Linked DNA regions of Mus musculus: all the other regions are linked to region 3. The links are chromatin contacts, called in public HiChIP or PLAC-seq maps. All regions are on one chromosome and are shown on one strand. Each heading gives the region's core, a stretch centred on a gene start, on an enhancer-like site or on the middle of the called end of the contact. The rest is flanking DNA. Distances are from core to core; before and after follow the strand shown. Region 1 holds the start of Gkn1 (gastrokine 1). Region 2 overlaps Antxr1 (anthrax toxin receptor 1). Region 3 has its middle 23 kb from the start of D6Ertd527e.

Region 1 (4,132 bases), core at 569-3,068, 220 kb after region 3:
TGTCCACTTCCGTCTACATTGCCATCATTACCATTGATGTTGACCGTCTAATGTTCATAAGAAGCAGAGGGTGACTTAAGATCACATTTCACTGTAAATGCAGTTTTGACAATGAACTTCAGAAAAATGAGACTTACGTAAGCAAAACCAGGAGCTGCAAGGAGGCCAAGCAGACCCACGACGAACATCTGAAAGCACAGAGAACAGGACTGGTGGTCGCATGGTTTACAGCATCTTCACCAAGCTCATCAGAAATAGTTACTGATTTTACCCATGTGCTAAACCATCTGTGCTTTCTTCTTCCACCTTTTTTTTAAACTACAGAAAAACTTACTGGTAACATAGAATTGCTGAGTTACTGTAATGATATTCATATGTAGTCTTAGAATTTTGACACTGAATTTCAGACACTGAAAACTGATGAAGAAAACATAAAATTAGTGCATGGCACAGTGTAATGAAAGCCCTGAAAAGGTTTTTTTCCTTAGTCTGGAACGTGTTCTTCCTAGCAGAAGGAATCCTGTTTTTATTGTCTTAGTAGGTTAAGCATTTCTACTATATTTATTTTCAATGCAAGAGAGTTAAAATCGGTCTCTTAAAAAGCCAGATGTGAGCCAGACATGGTGGCGCACGCCTTTAATCCCAGCGCTCAGGAGGCAGAAGCAGGCGGATTTCTGAGTTCGAGGCCAGCCTGGTCTACAAAGTGAGTTCCAGGACAGCCAGGGCTACACAGAGAAACCCTGTCTTGAAAAACAAAACAAAACAACCCAAAAAGCCAAATGTGGAGGGAGTTTTTGAGCATGATGTTATCTCCTGTAAATGAGGCAGCTAAAGGACTGTAAAGGACCCTAGACCAGTAGTTCTCCACCTGTGGGTTGTGACCCCTTTAAAGGTCAAACAACCGTTTCTTAGGTTATCTGGTATCTTGCATATCAGATATTTACATTACAACTCATAATGGTAGCAAAATTACAGTTATGCAGTAGCAATGAAAGTAATTTTATGGCTGGGAGTCACGACAACGTGAGGAACTGTATTAAAGGGTCACAGCATTAGGAAGGTCGAGAATCACTCCTCTAGACAGAACTAGAAGAGAAACGCAGCCCTCTGGCCTGTGCTTGGAGTTCCCCACCCAACCTGTTCTGAGGTGGACGCTTCTTGGTCATAGTTTACATTTCCAATTCCATAAATTCATATGATTCATAAAGCAGCGCCAATAGAGTATGCTGAAATTGAATATGTGCACTCTGTTTGAGCCTCTGTATCCTAGGACTTCAGTGGGGAAACTGAGATAGCTTCATCCCCAGAGACTTTCTCCAAGAAATGCTTGCACAGGGCCCAAGGACCGTTGTTTTCATGTTAACAGCCAAGAGTGTTGAAGACTAGTTTTGACAACAGTGATCTTCCAGTCTGACCGGAACATGCCCAGAACTGGTAAAAGTGGAAATCATGGATAAGAAAGGAGAAATCAGAAATAAGAAAGAGATCAAGGCTAAGAAAGACTCTTTCTGGAGCCCAGAGACTGCTCGTCTTAAGTAGAACCTTGGAACAGATGGTGTGAAAGACAATTCTACAGTATTCAGCCTGTGACAGGCTCTTCCGGGGCAATTCTTCTTCTCTATGGACATGCTTGTAAACACCATGATTCCATGAAAAGGAAGGAGAATATTTCCACTATGGTAACAGTGCCGTAAGAGTCAGACCCCCTCACCCCTGACTATTAATGTTGTATGGTGCTGCATTGAAAAGGAAGATCTGACTTACTGTGAGCTTCATGGCGGCAGGAGTGTGGTGGAGCAGAGGATCAGGCGGCGTGCTCACAGACATTCAGCCCTCTGCTATTTGTACCTGACCAGCTTTGCTCAAGCTAGGTGTGCTCAGGTGGAGTCCACGGCTTATCTGCTTCCCTCTCCTGTATCTGTGGAGCTGCAGAGGCCCGGAAGCCTTTAGCTGCCTGCTCAGTAGGGCCCTTAGGCAGGAGGCCTCTGACTCATCCTCTGACGAAGGTATCTCAGTAAACTCTACACGGTTTGTGATAAGTTCTGGAATATGGAAGCCATGGGTGTGGGTATTTTACGTATTGCTGCTGCTCAGATTCAGGAGAAGAGTAATCCCTAAACCAAACATGGCCTTAGATGAGATCTGTGTGTACACCTGCCCTTCCTGGTACTGGCTCCTATGGGAATGCGGGAATGGTTTCTTCTCCTTCCCTTTACCCAGTCCTATTGTAAGCTTTCTCCAGCTCCTTCCACCCTTATTTCCCCCTCTCTATGCTTCTTGACCATGCTCAAGTCATACTGAAAACTTTTTAACAAAACCAGTGGTTGGGGGATGATGTTCTTAGCTGTGAAAGGAACTCCAAGGAAGGAAACTGGCCCTTGCACCCTGGCCAGATGTTTCCTTGAGGAATTGTCTGGCCTCGAAGCCAGTGCAGCTTTCCAGCCATGTCACTAGCAGCTGGCACCAAAGCCATCTCCCATCATTCATTCCTGGGTTTCTCAGTGGGTTAGAGCTCTGGGGGCTGTTGGCAGCACCATCTTGCCATCTACATATCTAGCAACTAAACCTTGCCCTTACATCTCACCAACAGCTCTCCACTCCAGCCTTGGTCAAGGCACTTCCTGATGGACTTTTACCAGAGTTGTAGGACCAAGCCTGCCTTATCCCAGGACTCAGATATTTCAATGAATGTCCTCCATTTTTCCCAGGGTTCTCCCCTAGAATATGGAAAATAAGTAAACATTAATTTCCGGAGCGTAGAAACATTCACTGGCAGTCCATGAGAAAAATCTCAAGCTCATTGGAATGGCATCTTGGGATCCTAAAGGGGTTTCCTGTTTCCCCAGCTACCAGCGTCTGAGATGCCCGGCACCTGCCTTCCAGCCACACCAATTTTCCCACACTCTGATTCCATTCAAGGCATCCCATGGGAACTCAGCCTTTCATGCCCCGCTCTTCTCCTGGACTGTTAGTTGGCAATGTTTTTGGTTTTCTTTTTTTAAGTTCCTCACTGCTTCGGACACCAGACCTTCTTCACTTTCTACGTGGAAACTTCTTTCACTGCCTCTGGGCCCTATCAAGGAACTCTGTCTTCTTATTTGCCTCTAGAACAACAGTTCTCAACCCTCCTGAATGCTGCGACCCTCTAACATAGTGGTGACCACAACCATAACGTTATTTTGTTCCTACTTCCTAACTAATTTTGCTACTGTTATGAATCATAATGTAAATAGCTAAGATGCAGGATATCTGATATGTGACCCCTGTGAAAGGGTCGTTCAACCCCCCCAAAGGGCTCATGGCCCACAGGATGAGAACCACTGCTCTAGATAATGAAAACTTTCAAATATTATATTAAAATAAGGGAAGACTTCTCCTAGGAGAGGAAGCAGAGACTGTCACTTGGCAAAATAAGTAAACGTTTAAAATAGTTTTGAAGGAGAACTGACTGACACTTATTATTTTTTAACCTGTTCTCTTCTACAACTGAAGCTGGTGGTTCAAATCTAATAAAGGGGGAAACTGTGTTTTATAAATCACTGATCCACAGATTTCCACTCTGAAAAGCTCCTTGAACCCACAACCTTCCTCTTCTCCATGGTCTGGAGCTTACAGGGCTGCAGGGGTCTGATGCTTAGCTCACTGCCTGCATCTCTTCTAGAATGCTGGTATGGCTAGATTCGGATAGTGCTGGTGAAAGATGGCCTGCTGTTTGAATTCATCCTCAAAAGATTTCAAGTTCATTCTTTAACTGTATAAAGTCAAGAACCCTGGTGGCAGCAAGCCGTGGAGAGGTCTTCCCATGTTTCAGAGACCATAATTAGATAGCACTGTAGAGGTCAGAGTGGGTGTGACAGCCCTGCTTTTAGACTTGGCCTCTAATGGTAATTGGGGGCACCTGTCCAATTCCCAGCACACATTCTGTGTGTCATACCTTACTAAGAACTCAAGGTGACATGTGGATCTGTGAAATGCTGATGTGGTTGATGCTCATGATAGATGATAGATTGATAGACAACAGGCAGACAGACAGACAGACAGACAGACAGAAGATATTGTTCAGGATTTCTCTTTTGGATAAGAATAACATATTCACATGTCAAATGAGCTAAAGGACCTCTATGCATACATT
Region 2 (3,907 bases), core at 1,036-3,535, 130 kb after region 3:
CCTGGTTTTTGAAGCAGAGTCTCTCCCTGACTTTCTGGTTGCTAAGTAAGCTGGGCTGGAGGGCCAGTGAGCCCAGTTGCCTCTGTCTTCCCAGTGACAAAGTTACACATATGTACCACCAGGATGGCTTTAAGAGTTCTCTCTTCTTGAACCCATGTTCTGGGGATTGAACTCAGATCCAGGTACCAAGCACGTTACCACCTGAGCCATCTGCCCAGACCTCACTCGCCTTTATCTTGATTACCTGTGTATCATTGAAAATTGGGGTTTGGAACAATGCTTTAGCAATATACAGAGACAGCGCAGGGTCAGAAGAAAGCTGCGGCGACTGTGAAAGTGTTCCTGAAGTAAGCAGCTCCCCAAGCAGAGACTGTCAGAGGGAGAATGTGTTAGGGAGCTAGCACATGTGACTCTTTCAAAGCTAAATAAATATCCTGAGCTTATGTCACAGTCATCCCCATGGAACTCAGAGATCTTGTTTGCCAAACCAATCACTGATGGCTAATGGCCCCTCATTGTGCCAGTCCAGTGATGAGCACGGTATGGATTTGATATCATTTCCATCTCCCCACAAGCCAGTGGGTGCAGCTGAGAAAGTGATCTCGTAGACAAGATGGAATCACGCAAGAGCACACAGATTAAAAAGACCCCAGACCTGATCTGGAATCCAGGGCAACCAGGCACCAGTGACTGCTCACTTTGCCCTCATCCGCTATCCTCCTAAAACCATTTGGTAATCCTAACTTTGGACCGGTGGCTCATTTGTCAAGACCTACACATGAGCCAGAGACTAATTGTGAGGAAGCCAGAGGCATGGAGGGTTGATATTGCAAATAGGAGGGAAAGGGAGGAGTCAGATGAGACCAGGAGGGCAATGGGATTAAAGTTCTGATCTTTTGATAATTTGCCCAGAACCAGCAAAGTTAGACTCATATTCTCAGGGTCAGAGCCTTGGGTTGGGAACTTCATTAATCGATACTTTTTTTCAGGACTGCAGTCATGAGCAGTAAGGATTTATATACGCATGTTGATACTTGCACACAATTGCTAAGTTAAGAAAAGTGGATTTAACACTTTATATGCTCCACACTCCGGTGCATTGCTGAACATCATCTGGTTCAGTGGGCGGTAGACACTTACTGCATCTTATTTCCTCAAGTCAGCTAGTTTCTAGTTTGAATGCCAGGCATATAGACATCTGGTTGACACTTCTGCTGATTTTGCATGTTTTCTGCCTTGCCTTAGGCCTCCCTCCCGTTTCCTCACAGATCAGCAAAGGGAGAGGAGAGGCTGGAAAGAGGCTGCACGCCAAGCTCCCTTCTCTAACACCATGTTCAGCACCGCCAGTTCAGCTGTTGAGGCCTCTATAAAAGAAGGTCCCCACATGTCTGGTTGGCTCAGCCTCAGCTTGTTGAGGAAGGAAGACAGCAGGGACCCAATGATGAGAACCAAACCATGCAACCACTTAGGCCTGGGGAGAAGAGCCGGAGTGAGAGGCGGGCTCTTACCCTGCCTGGCACAATTTTCATGTCAGTGCACACATTTGGTTTCCAGAACAGCTCAAACATCTGACCCAGCAGCCCCACTGGAATGCCAGCGCCTTGTACAGAGAAGTTGTATAATCCAACACTGTGTGATGAGTCTGTAGCAGGGAGGAAGCAGGATACACCTTACCCAGGGCACCCCACTCTAATGCTCCTGATCCTCAGAACCCTCCCTCTGCCCTTCACAGTTCACTGCTTACAGGAAATGTGCACACAGGACCCTCTGTAGGATCCTAGCTCCCTCAGGATGTGTCTCAGTGGACTGTGGGCCTTCAGGGTAGAATTGTCTATGTGCAGCGATCTTGAATTTAATCTTTGGTGACATTTATCCTTTAAGGAATGTATCCCCAGGACATATCAGTTCATAAGGATCCTTTTGTAATTTTTATCCCTAATGGTAATGTAAGGTTCTTAGTGGCAGAAGCTAGCATTTCTGTTTCTTCTGGATGCTTGTCTGTGTCTGACCTGGGGTGGGTTTGTCTCCATGTAAGCTCATTGGATGAAAGAAAGAGCAAGAGGGGAAAAAGCAAGGTGCTCGTGTATTCAGGTCCCAGCTTGGACTAATCTGTGTATTTTCTGAGGTTAACAAATGAAAGTATGTTCACCATCATTAGTCATTACAGAAACACAAATGAAAACACATACAAGAACTCACAATAGCATTTTCCTAAGAGCCTCCAACAGGAATGACAGACGCCCATGAACTGACGTGTAAGCTTCTCTACATAATAGAATATTACCTAACCACAAGGAGAGGCCAGGTTCTAACGCACACAATGACATGGGAGCCTTAGGAACACTGTGCTAAATGAGGGAAATCAGATGCCAACGGCTGTGCATGGCAGGATTCCAATCATGGGAAATGCCCAACTTCGCCAAGTTAGAGACAGGAAGCAGATTAGTGGCTGCAGTGGTGGCTGTTGGGGGTGGGGTGAGGAGTGGCTGCTCACTAGGTACACAGTTTCTTTCTGGATGATGAAAGCATTATGGAATTAGGTGTCTTCTGTGGCCATACCAAACTGATATGTTAAAAACAACAAATAAATTGTATGCTTTGAAAGGGAAATTTTCATAGTTTGTGAATTAAAAAGAGCAAAAACCAAGGGGTCTGGCAAACTTACTCTACATTCTTTCCTTTCCTTTCTTCAATCCCCCCCTTTTAAATTACAATGCATAGTTTTAGGGTGGGTTCCTCCCACTCTCTGAATATTTGCATATTTTCTTCTTGCTCTTCTCACTCAGTACTGCTTTATCTCACTATGGTCAGGGATACTTCATCCTGTAGGTCAGTTTAGGTTTTCTTTCCTAATAAATGCTTACTGCACCTTGTAACATATATTAGAACGCTTGGATTTCATAACAACTTCTGTGAGACATAACTGGCATAGGCTAGCATGCACGGGAAGGGTAGGATTGACATGAGACACACACTTGACAGCAGACAGGATGGTGACCTCTTTCTAACCATCACTGTTTCCCTCTGTTTCCTTTAACAGCTGTTCCTGTTCGCCCTTCTCTCCCAGGAACCACTGGTCTGCTTTCTAAGGAAGCATCCTTTTGTTGGGGGTTGGTCTTGTGCACTGTGTATTCAGAGTTCTGAGTTGTACTCAGATGCTGAGTTCTGTGCCCCCAGATCAGGTTGCAGTGTGAACATGGGCATTGTAACATTGACCAATGTGCTGTAAAGAATACACCACAATAATCTCTGATTGAGTAATAAAGGCTAGAGCCTGTGACTGGGCAGGGAGAGGAAGGCGTGACTTGAGATGGAGTAGGGGGTGGGTCTCAGGTAGGGACCATTAAGGGAAGGAAAAAGAGGGTAAGAAGGAGGTCGCTATGAGGCAGGATGAGCCATGAGGATAGACCATGAGCACTTGGCCAAGAGAAAATCTCCCTGAGGACACACATGGAGCAGAGCAAACAGAGCAAGATTCGGTTGGCAAATAACACTGTTGGGATGTGGGCTAGGCTAACTCAGAACCTGAAAGCCTCGTACCACATCTAGTCAATAAAATACAGTGTCTCTGTATCTTTTATTTGGGTGCTACATGGGCTAGAGTGGGGCTGAAACCCCTATAAGATGACTTCTACATCAGTTTGCATTTTCTAGAAGCTCATGAGGCTGGAGCCACACAGATGAGCTGCTTTGCTCGGCTTCTTTCGTAGTGTGATTAAGACTCACCTGGGATTACTTTGAGGTTTACACAGGGCTTGTTTCAGGGCTCAGTATTATTCCAATATACAGCAAAATTAAATTGTTGCTGTCCACTCACTTGCTTGTGAATACATGAGTGGTTTACAGCTTTGAGTCTATTAAAAACAGCTAATATGAGCAACTGTCTGTTCATTTTGTCTGGTCATAG
Region 3 (3,874 bases), core at 356-2,855:
CGGCAGGCTTTGAAGATTTAATAGAAAATAATTAAACGACCACTTTTAAATTTATTTCAAAAATATTGATTATGTACTGACTCAAGTAAACCAATTTTACTATGGTTTTAGTTTTTCGAACGTTGGTTTGTAATTCAAGTTAGGTTGTTCGTAATGAACAACAAAGGGAAAGAGATGGGCAGCACACGCACAGGGGACCTCGCTGATGCAGGGGAGTTCCAGAGCTAGGAGTCTTTCGGAACATTCCGAAATTGAGGCAAGGGGGAGGTCTTTGCGCCACTCTACCCGGCTAGGCTGTGGTTTTGTCCGACTTACTGGAAGGGAGTGTAACTAAGGAGCTCTCTGTGGCAGGAACTCAGCCAGGAGCCATTCATTAGTGGTGATAGTCCCAGCAGCTTGGGCACAAGGTTCTAGCCTTGTAGAGGGGTTCGGAGCAGAGAGCAGCCTTTGGTGTCATGCTGTCAGAGCGGAGTATTCTATCCTGCTGGTTCTAATTTGTCTCATTTCCTGGGAACTTACATGAGCTGTAACTAACTGGTGAACTGCATTAAGCTGTTGTTACTGTAGCTGATACTGAGGCTTGAGGTGGATCCTGGTCACCTCCATCTTCTGCTAGCTTCTCACTTTCAGCCAGCATCCCTGACTTGTCTGGATAGCAGTCAGATGGACCAATCAGATCCTTATCCCTGTAGGGTCTGAGGTTGGGTGGCCTTTCTTGTCCATTTGTTATAAACCTGGAGCTCCGAGGAACTGGGATGGGTCCCATGAGGCCCCCGTGTTGAACCTGCTCCACTGTTTCCTGGTACTTGGTAGCAGTACCCCACAGGCGCTCCAGTGTTTGGACTTAGGATTTACCACAGCCTTTTCAGCGTCTCAGGCTTTTCTCCCTGACCCCAGAGCTCTACTTTTGGGTTCCCTGCCTCTGAAACTCCACTGTGTCTGTCATACTATGATGTCTTCAGACTGATGGATTTTTTTGGTCACCATAGATAGTCATGTAAGCAGAGACCTTAAGCCCCTGACCTATCTGCATCTATAGAGATATCTCTATAGATGCAGATATGCATGCACGTGGACTCTGTCCTTCTGGAGAATTCTAGGATGCAGGGCTGAGGGTTGGGGGAGGGGAAGAGGGTTTAATAGGTGAATCATTTAGGTGCTTAGGACAATGCCTCGATTCCATCTGCCACTATGTGGCTCCTGGCGGATGCATATACACAACAGAGCATTGGTGTTCCACAGAACTGTAGAAAGCGGGGCAGACTCTGTGGACATTAGTATCTGGTAAGGCATCAAAAGCAAGTTCAGGATAATAGACACACCAGGCTCATGGGGCTGTTAACAGCAGGGCCAGTTGAGGCGAGGTCAGGCGCCGCTCTCTCTGTTTTCTTAATCTTCTGTATATCAGCAAATGTTCAGAATTAAGTTTAGTTAATTAAAAGAGAAACAGAGAGCAAGTGAGCATTAATGTCCACAAGCAGTCACATGACTGAACTTAACAGCAGCCGAAGAGAGGGTCCTTTCTGGCAGGTGTGCACATGTACATGCTCGTACAGCAGCTGGACTCCTGACTGAGGCAGACATGCTGCGTGCTCCACCCGTTATGGGATAGCAGAGATCCGGTCCCGTGACAGGATGCTAAGTAAACAAATGAGGTAAAAATAGAGCTGGCTCTTCTAATGAAGGCCAGGGCTGGCATTCCCTGCTGCTGTCCTACTCTGCATTCCTTGCATTTGTTTTTATTTTTCTTTCCAAGTGAAAAGCAGAAAGGGACTTTGACCCAGTTGACATGGAGTGTATGTATGTACACATTGAGAAGTGACCCAGAGAGGACAGAGTGAATGAGCTGTCAGAAGGAGCCATCCAATACCACCTAGGGAGAGCCCACACTGGGGAATACTTGAATATTTGCTTGAAGGGCATGGGGAAGTGGAACTGAGATCTTAATTACTGGTGTGTGCTCTCCCCCTCTCCTCTCCCCACACCGCTCTCCCCTCCCCCTTGCTTCCCCACTCTCTGTGCATCCACAGTTGTGTATCTGTGTGTAGAGAGCGCAGGTTATAGGTGTCTTCCCTGGTCACTCTCCACCTTATTTTAAAAATTACACTATTACTTACAGGTGTGTGGGTGTGCACAGCACAGCCTCTGCGCAAAAGCTGGAGGACAACCGCTTTCTTTCAGGAGTCATTTTGTTTCCTCCACTCTGTGAGTCCCAGGGATCGAACTCAGACTGTCTGGGTTGGTGGCAAGTGCCTTCACACTGAGCAACATCACTGGCTCACCCATGTTATCTTTGAGACAACGTCTCTTATTGATCCCACATTCATCAGTTCAGCTAACCAGGCTGGCTGTGACCTTTGACCTCCACTTCTCCAGATCCTGGATTAAATCCTGGGTCCAGATTTTATGTGGGGGCTGGGAATTCTAACTCAAGGCTCCATGCTTACATGAGAAGTACTTTCTGGCTGCTTGTTTGCTTTTATGTTTGTTTTTTCTTGAGACAGAGTCTCACTATGTTGCCCTGGCTAGCCAGAACCAGGAACTTGCAGAGATTCCCCTGCCTCTGCTGAGACCAAAAGCAAATGCCACCATACCTGGTGACCTAAGTTCCTCAAAGGAAATCCTATCCAAGACGTAGTTTTCATATCTATTGCTAGTTTTCTTGAATGCTTGGGAATGAGATTCCTTGGAAACGAGGTTCCTTGTTTACATTTATCTGCACAACCGACATTGGTTGGCTGGTAACTCTGTGACCCGCAGTGCGTGTATGGATTATTGGTGACTGGGATGCACTGATGGTCTACAACTGAGGGACACAGAGCAGCAGCAGGACCCTGCCTCCTCTGAAATCCCATTTTCAGCCACAAACAGGGCAATTCTTCTTTCCCCTTTCTTGCTCAGCCTGCCTGTTTGGCAAGATGGTGAGACCCTGCATCAACAGGCTGGTTGGCCAATGGACACAGTTATTGTTAATGAGAAGAAAACTTCTTTTGCAGTAGAGTGAAAACATCTGGAATTCCCCATACAACAGAGATGGTGGTCCACTTTATCTCTAATCCCCATGTGATCATAGCACGGACCCAGATGGAAACAGCCCTAGTCATGGCTGAGAATAGCTCCTTGTACCAATGCATGTCTGGAGGGAAGAAGACAATCTAGGGGTCAGGATTAGGAAGAATTGTTTGAAGTGAGAAAGAAATCTTGCTGGAGAGATAACTGTGGCTTGTACCATTCCTCTGCAAGGAAATTTCTCCATTGGATGCCTGGAATCCATAGACTTTGCAGTCACTGGGAACCTGGGAATGGAACCCAGTGGAGCCCAGGCAGAAGCCAGTCTCCAGACAATGGATCCTGGAATGGTTTTGTTTTTGGAACACTCAGGATTTGCCTAAAATCCTACATGATAGCATGGCTGGAAAGATAAGACATCATTGACTTCAGTTTTCCTTTCTTTCTTTCTTTCTTTCTTTCTTTCTTTCTTTCTTTCTTTCTTCTCTTTCTTTCTTCTCTCTCTCTCTCTCTCTCTCTCTCTCTCTCTCTCTCTTTCTCTTTCTTAAGATTTTATTTCTAGGACATCTTTGTCGGATACGTGCCTGCAGGTATGTATGTGTGTGAAATATGCACTTGCCCAAGGATTCCAGGAGGGTGCATCGATTAGATTACCCCTGGCAATGGAGTTAGTGAGCTGCCTGGCATGGGTTTTGGAACAAAGCTCTGGTCCTCTGCAAGAGCAGGAAGCTACCACGCTAGTCCACAATCTTACGGAATTTATTGGTATCCTGCAAGCAAAACAAAGACTAAAGCTAGGCAAAAAGCCACAAACTGTGAACCCTGCAGAGGTGAGTGTCTCCTACAGAGAGGCGTGCCAATATGC

Evidence for each region. HiChIP or PLAC-seq counts read pairs in DNA pulled down with a chosen protein or histone mark.
Region 1: a contact with region 3 is called in a FOXA1 HiChIP or PLAC-seq map of pancreatic cancer cells. The contact joins the promoter of Gkn1 here to the enhancer-like site in region 3. A contact is called at or near these places in 9 of 39 promoter capture datasets (the C10 cell line, the HPC-7 cell line, cranial neural crest and 5 more), 2 of 484 Hi-C or Micro-C datasets (bone marrow-derived macrophages and embryonic fibroblasts), 4 of 115 datasets of contacts at active chromatin or transcription factors (cardiomyocytes, embryonic stem cells, large pre-B cells and 1 more) and 3 of 9 other capture datasets (adipose tissue, liver and macrophages).
Region 2: a FOXA1 HiChIP or PLAC-seq map of pancreatic cancer cells shows a contact between it and region 3. The contact joins two enhancer-like sites. A contact is called at or near these places in 1 of 15 datasets of contacts at CTCF or cohesin (embryonic stem cells), 4 of 484 Hi-C or Micro-C datasets (the CH12 cell line, the N1E-115 cell line, bone marrow-derived macrophages and 1 more), 4 of 115 datasets of contacts at active chromatin or transcription factors (double positive thymocytes, embryonic stem cells, large pre-B cells and 1 more) and 3 of 9 other capture datasets (adipose tissue, embryonic stem cells and liver).

Annotation. Positions count from the first base shown.
Region 1 is chr6:87,349,097-87,353,228 of GRCm38.p6, forward strand. Gkn1 (gastrokine 1) reads right to left here and starts at 1,819. Exons shown (of 6, transcript NM_025466.1): 1 at 1,765-1,819; 2 at 138-188; 3 at 1-47. The coding sequence starts at 1,776.
Region 2 is chr6:87,256,841-87,260,747 of GRCm38.p6, forward strand. The region is part of intron 9 of Antxr1 (anthrax toxin receptor 1); the gene reads right to left. The region is part of intron 3 of Gm38851 (a long non-coding RNA gene); the gene reads left to right. Among named protein-coding and RNA genes, the nearest start is that of Gm34170, 24 kb to the right of the region's middle. Within about 2 kb of position 2,286, at least 35 of the 459 cell types and tissues checked have an H3K27ac peak or open chromatin away from gene starts, as enhancers often do. A contact at or near this core is called in the N1E-115 cell line and pancreatic cancer cells, where this site is marked.
Region 3 is chr6:87,125,631-87,129,504 of GRCm38.p6, forward strand. No RefSeq gene overlaps it. Among named protein-coding and RNA genes, the nearest start is that of D6Ertd527e, 23 kb to the left of the region's middle. Within about 2 kb of position 1,606, at least 35 of the 459 cell types and tissues checked have an H3K27ac peak or open chromatin away from gene starts, as enhancers often do. A contact at or near this core is called in the N1E-115 cell line, liver and pancreatic cancer cells, where this site is marked.